Regions from separate parts of the Mus musculus genome. Here region 1 is linked to region 2. Evidence: chromatin contacts called from public promoter capture Hi-C data. All regions are on one chromosome and are shown on one strand. Each heading gives the region's core, a stretch centred on a gene start, on an enhancer-like site or on the middle of the called end of the contact. The rest is flanking DNA. Distances are from core to core; before and after follow the strand shown.

What was found. Promoter capture Hi-C pulls out the DNA fragments that hold promoters and counts their contacts.
Region 1: a contact with region 2 is called in a promoter capture Hi-C map of the HPC-7 cell line, with 4 times the contacts expected there. The contact joins two enhancer-like sites. A contact is called at or near these places in 3 of 39 promoter capture datasets (the 3T3-L1 cell line and the HPC-7 cell line) and 2 of 484 Hi-C or Micro-C datasets (the HPC-7 cell line and cortical neurons).

Annotation. Positions count from the first base shown.
Region 1 is chr2:126,428,191-126,430,890 of GRCm38.p6, reverse strand. The region is part of intron 7 of Atp8b4 (ATPase, class I, type 8B, member 4); the gene reads left to right. Among named protein-coding and RNA genes, the nearest start is that of Atp8b4, 62 kb to the left of the region's middle. Within about 2 kb of position 1,425, at least 18 of the 459 cell types and tissues checked have an H3K27ac peak or open chromatin away from gene starts, as enhancers often do.
Region 2 is chr2:125,277,357-125,280,056 of GRCm38.p6, reverse strand. No RefSeq gene overlaps it. Among named protein-coding and RNA genes, the nearest start is that of Dut, 31 kb to the right of the region's middle. Within about 2 kb of position 1,431, at least 43 of the 459 cell types and tissues checked have an H3K27ac peak or open chromatin away from gene starts, as enhancers often do.

The DNA of each region.
Region 1 (2,700 bases), core at 176-2,675, 1.2 Mb before region 2:
TAATCACACCCCCTTTCACTTATGACTTCATTGTGAGCTTTGACCCATGATACACTAGTTTTTAGAATTGGTATGTTGTTCTGAGAGTAAGGATAATGTGCATGACAGCCAAGACGAAGAGCTCTGCAGTCTAGAAAGTCCTGGGAGCTCCCAAAGCGATGCTCACAATCGCCCCACAAATGCATCTTTCCCTCTGTTATGGCTCTGGTATCCCAGCACTCACACACCTGGATGTTCTGAACAGCAGCAGACAAAACAGACATACCGAGCAAAGCATGTCTGAGAAACATTTCTGTTTCTCACAGATGTCATCCTAGAACCCAGGGGCCACCACAGCAGAGTACTAGTCTTGATCAGGGCGGTGGCATTTTTCTAGTCCCACAACTTAATCCTGGAGCATTTTCAAGGATGATGCCAACACTCTAGTCTCAGGCTCTTCAAGTGGGTTGTTGACACTCACCATGACCTCTGATGGCCTCTGCTGGATATAGGGGAGTCCCTTTCCCTTTTCCCTCACAGATTTGCATAGGCAATGAATTGATTAAGTTATGAGAGTGTTTTTTATAAGTTCTTAAGAAATTTCATGGCTGTGGATTGATACTATTCCTCAGTGTTTTCTTTTCTTCTTTAACTTAACGAACATTTACACCCAATGAACCCTGGAGACAATGTATTTGGCTCTGAGGCCTCAAAGATATCCAGTAGATTATTCTCAAGTTTCTTCGGATGGGAATACTGCCTTTAAGCTTCCACTGGGTATCTGCTCGGGTTTTTCTCTTGCCCAGGAAGGCTGGGGGAAAGGTGTTTGTGTTGGAGCATGCTGCATGCTGCTTCCTATGTGGAGTCATAGCTGAATCCTTCCACCAATAACTGATAAAAGAAAAGACTAGGGGATAATGGAAGGTGGCGTTGGCCTGGTCCAGCTAGGCATCTGGACAATCACACTTTCTCTCCCTGTTGTATGTCTCTGCTATGGCCTCTCGGTAGTTTGCTCACACTACTAGCCCACCACCTCTGACAAAAGCTTGACCAAGGACTAGCAAGGCTATTGCTATAATTCTTTGCCCGTTCCCTTTCAGGATTATTGCAGAGTGCCTTAGAAAGTCTAACTCTAACTGTGTGCTAGATGCCTTTCACAACTTACTCTGCTGGATGGACACCATCAATCTTGTTCTCCCACACACACTCTTTAATGATAACTAAAAAAAGCCTCCAAGGAAGATGTTAGCAGTAGGGAAGAGAAGAGGGTGTGAGTGAGGAGAGGAATGGTCAGCGATATCAAAGGTGACATGAGAGGGTTTAGGAAGAGGTAGGAGGGTAGGTTTCCAGGGAGACAGAGTAGGGAAAGTTAGACAGGAGGGTTAAGGTACTCCCGTGTTCCAGTCTAAGTTGGGTGAGTGCTGGTTAAGAGACCTTAGCCACTAGGTGGCAGTGGAACCTTAGTCGCTTGTCTGAGGTTGAGGTGGCTCTGCCCCTGGTTTACTGCAGAGGAAGCATTAAACACAGCCAGATTCAATATTGAACAGTGACATTGCATTACCATCTACACAGAGCTCTGAGGAAAAGCTACACCAGATACCAACAGGCATCTTTATCCATGCACCATAAAGAGTTCTAATTATGCATTATTACAATAAGGAATTTTAGCTTGTGTTTAAAGTTATCTTTCTATCCTTAAGATGATAGCCGTAGCTCCAAAGGGCATTCACCTTTACCGCTAGCATGCCGTCTGCCAGGACATGGTGAAACTGGAACATATGACCGGAGATCAAGGCGAATCTACCCCCCAGCACAGATTCTTTTTTTTTTTTTGGGTCAGGATTAGGTGAGCGTTAGTGTAAGAGTGGGCCCCAGATGGACATATTCTCTGAGGGGGTTTGCATGGAACACACCGAGGGGCTCACAAAGCAGTTTCTGCCTTGACTGGCTTCTGTGGTGATTCCTTCAGAGCTGAGAGAGTCACCAGGATGCAGGGGCGTTTGTTCCTCTGGGAGCTATCATGGAGCCTTCATTTAAACAACTCTCATTGTCCCCCCCGCCCCCCGTTTTTGATAATTTAAACAACCCAGACAATTAACTGAGTGGGTTGATTTTGAACTTAAAATCTAAGACTTGAAGATAAAGCCATTATAATGTCTTTCTAAATAAAAGATTTTAGAGACTTGGACTGTCAACCTTTCAGATACACGTAGAGGTTTGTTAGGCTAAAGTTTCATAAGTTGCTGAAACTTAGGTCAGTTCTTTTTAGATGAATCCTCCAGAATTACATTTATTTTTAAATAAGAATTTTAATTTGAGAAAAAAACAAAACCAGCCAGAATTCTAAAAGTGAACTGTGATGTATTTTCTTCCTCCCCCTTTTGACATCTTTAGATGTTTTATTCAGTAAAATGTAGCAGAATTTTGGATCTTATTTTAGTATTTTTTGGAGTCTAACTGGGACATATTACCTTCAAAACTTGGTTTTATAGCACTGGTCACCACTGCTCTTTTTTTGTTTTGTTTTGTTTTCCCAATATAACATTTCTATTGATTCCCTGGAAATTTCACATCACGCACACTGATCAAACTCATTTCTCAGTCCTTCCACCCTTATGATCTCCCTTCAGGGAGGTAAAATAAAAAAAGTAAAAATAAAAATGAATAGAACCCCCTTAAGCCCAATTTGCGTTATCTGTGAACTCACTGGAGCATGGTCAA
Region 2 (2,700 bases), core at 182-2,681:
GGAGTGGGCAGACCAGCCAGAGCCCGTGGGAGTGGGCAGACCAGCCAGAGCCCGTGGGAGTGGGCAGACCAGCCAGAGCCCGTGGGAGTGGGCAGAAGAGCCAGAGCCTATGGGAGTGGGCAGACCAGCCAGAGCCAAGGGGAGGTGAGAGAAACCTGAGGTGAAATATGAAGGGAAACGGAATATTCAGGGAAAAAAGTCCTCCATTGCCTTCCTTATTGTTGATGATTGTGTTGTTACATTTATTTCTTCTTTTGCCAACCTAGAAGACCTTAAATAACATGTTTAGGGACTGGAGAAGGTATCCATGGGTTAAAAACACCTACTGTTTCTACAAAGGGCCCAAGTTCATATCCAAGCACCCACAGTGAATGGCTCACAATGGCCAGTAACTCCAGTTCCAGGGCAATCTGACACTGCTGCAGGCACCTGCACTTTTATGCACATAAGCACATGCAAAAATATAAATATGTGCATACATTAAAATAAGGGTTTGAAAATATGCATTTATGTGACTTAAGAATTGCAGAAAGATTGAGGAAAAAGTGAAAGGTTCAAGGCCTATGTTAATCAATTGGGCAGTGTGTGTGTGTGTGTGTGTGTGTGTATTTATTTCACAGAAGAATAAAAATGGCAGAGGAAGGGTTTTTAGAAACAGATATTGGGGAGTTAACATCTGACTATTGCCTGTGGAGCAGGCAGGCTGGAAACCCTAAATGACAGATGTGATGGTTACTACAGCTGTCTGCCTCAGCTACCCGACACAGAATGCCCTGTTCCACTCAGGTACTGGGGAGGCTGATGACATTCCGGCCTCCATTCTTTCTTAAAAAAAAAAATGCTTCTTGCTGGTATGTGATCACAACAATAACACAAGTAACTCATACAAGGGCTCTCTGCTCTTTATCCTCCCACTCACTCCAGTAAGGAAGAAAGCAAGCTTGAACTTGTATTTCCAAGGCCCACATGATAAGGACTAAAGTCTATCTGTGGACAAGACAGGAGCAAGAGCCTGTGAAGAGAGCACCAAGACAAATGCCAACCTCTTGACAAGAAAATGACCAAGGTCCTTTGAAGTTGAATTTCAGCAGGGGACATTTAACAAGAAACCTGTGTAGAAGGACAGACCTTGGAGAGGAACACTCGGGTGGACCAGGAAGGGTGGGGACTTGGGAAACAGAGAAGCACGGAGGATGGGAAGACAGGAACTGGGGAAGAGTGGGCTAGAGCCAGAGAATGCAGCCCACTGCACCACGGGGTTGCTAAAAGGGCAGTTGAGACAGATAAGAGCAGCCAGGAGAAGGTGAAGCAATCATGGGTGGAGCCCGGCAATGAGTAGACCAAACAAAGGAACTTAACAATCCATCTGGGGAGAGCATGGGAGGAAGACAGAGTTGAGGAGGAAAGCGAGAATGGCCGAAGTCCAGTGAGCTGTGCAAGGGGAGTCTCGGGGCAGTGAGTCACTGTCCCACTTAGGAGGGCCCCTGGGCTGGACAACTATTTGAAGTCATCGGGAAGCTTGGCAAATTAAGAGGTTATTAAAAATCTTAAGGATAGAGCCAGCTGTGGTTGCCAAATTTATGTAATTAATGTTGAAACAGTCCATATCAGCCCTATGGAATCTTGTCATTGAGAGCTCAAACAGGATAAGTCATGGTTTATTCTTCTCATATAAAACCCTGCGGTTTCCTTTTTCGTGCTCAGCAGAGAGCAGCCTCCTCAGTTTCCCTCCGAGTACTTTGACTGAGACAAATATCATTACAGTAGAGAGTGACTAGTCCACATCTTTGATGGAGGTCTTGCTTTGTAGTAGCTATTTAGGATGAAGCCCCTTCTTCTCGCTCAGCTTAATTCCTTAGTCACAACCCCAGTGGTGGATCAAGGACAGGAGAAGAGGGAAGTGGGAATCACAGAAATGGCCCTTAAGTCTCTTCTAGAATCTTGGAAGTGGCTTTTTAGAGTGCTGCGTTGAAAGAGATCTAGGACTACAAGTCTAACCAAGAAAATGTTAAATGGCTTAATGGGAAGAGGGGAAATCCTTTGTCTGTCCTGTCAAAATCTCCGCCTTTGATGGAGTATGTGCACGTGTGATTAACTCCACTTGTGGATCAGGACTTCCATGATTCCCTGTTTCATTTGTATGTCATAGGCTTGGGGCAGATAAGTGATACTACAGATATGCTAGGCTTTCACCTTTCCTCACAGGTCATCTCCAAGTGCCTCCATTTTTGTTTTGTCAAATGCTCTGATAGGTTTTGGATCATTTTTGACATTACCTGCCTATGTTACTGCCCAAACACATGTTTGTTTGTTTGTTTTTTCTGTCATTAGGCACCATTTCTCTAGGATCTTGATGGCAGCATCTTTCTGACCTCATTGAAGCCTCTGTGAATTCTATGGCTACTGTCATAGGAATGACACAGAGCAATGCTGAAACTTGCCTGTTCCTCCACAGCCTGCACATGGGCTGCTCAAACCTGCCGTGCTGGTTACTTAGAAAGTCACAATTTTCCAAGTGTGGCCAAGTATGTGAGCTTCTCACCCATCCTCGCCATTCAGAACATTACTAGAGGAGGTGTCTACCTTTACGAGAAGGGGAGGGGGGAGGAGGGAAGGATTGAGTGAGGGGGTAATCAGAAGGGGCAGTGGGCAGGATATAAAGTGAATTAGTAAAAAAAATTAATTTTTAAAAGTTAGAAA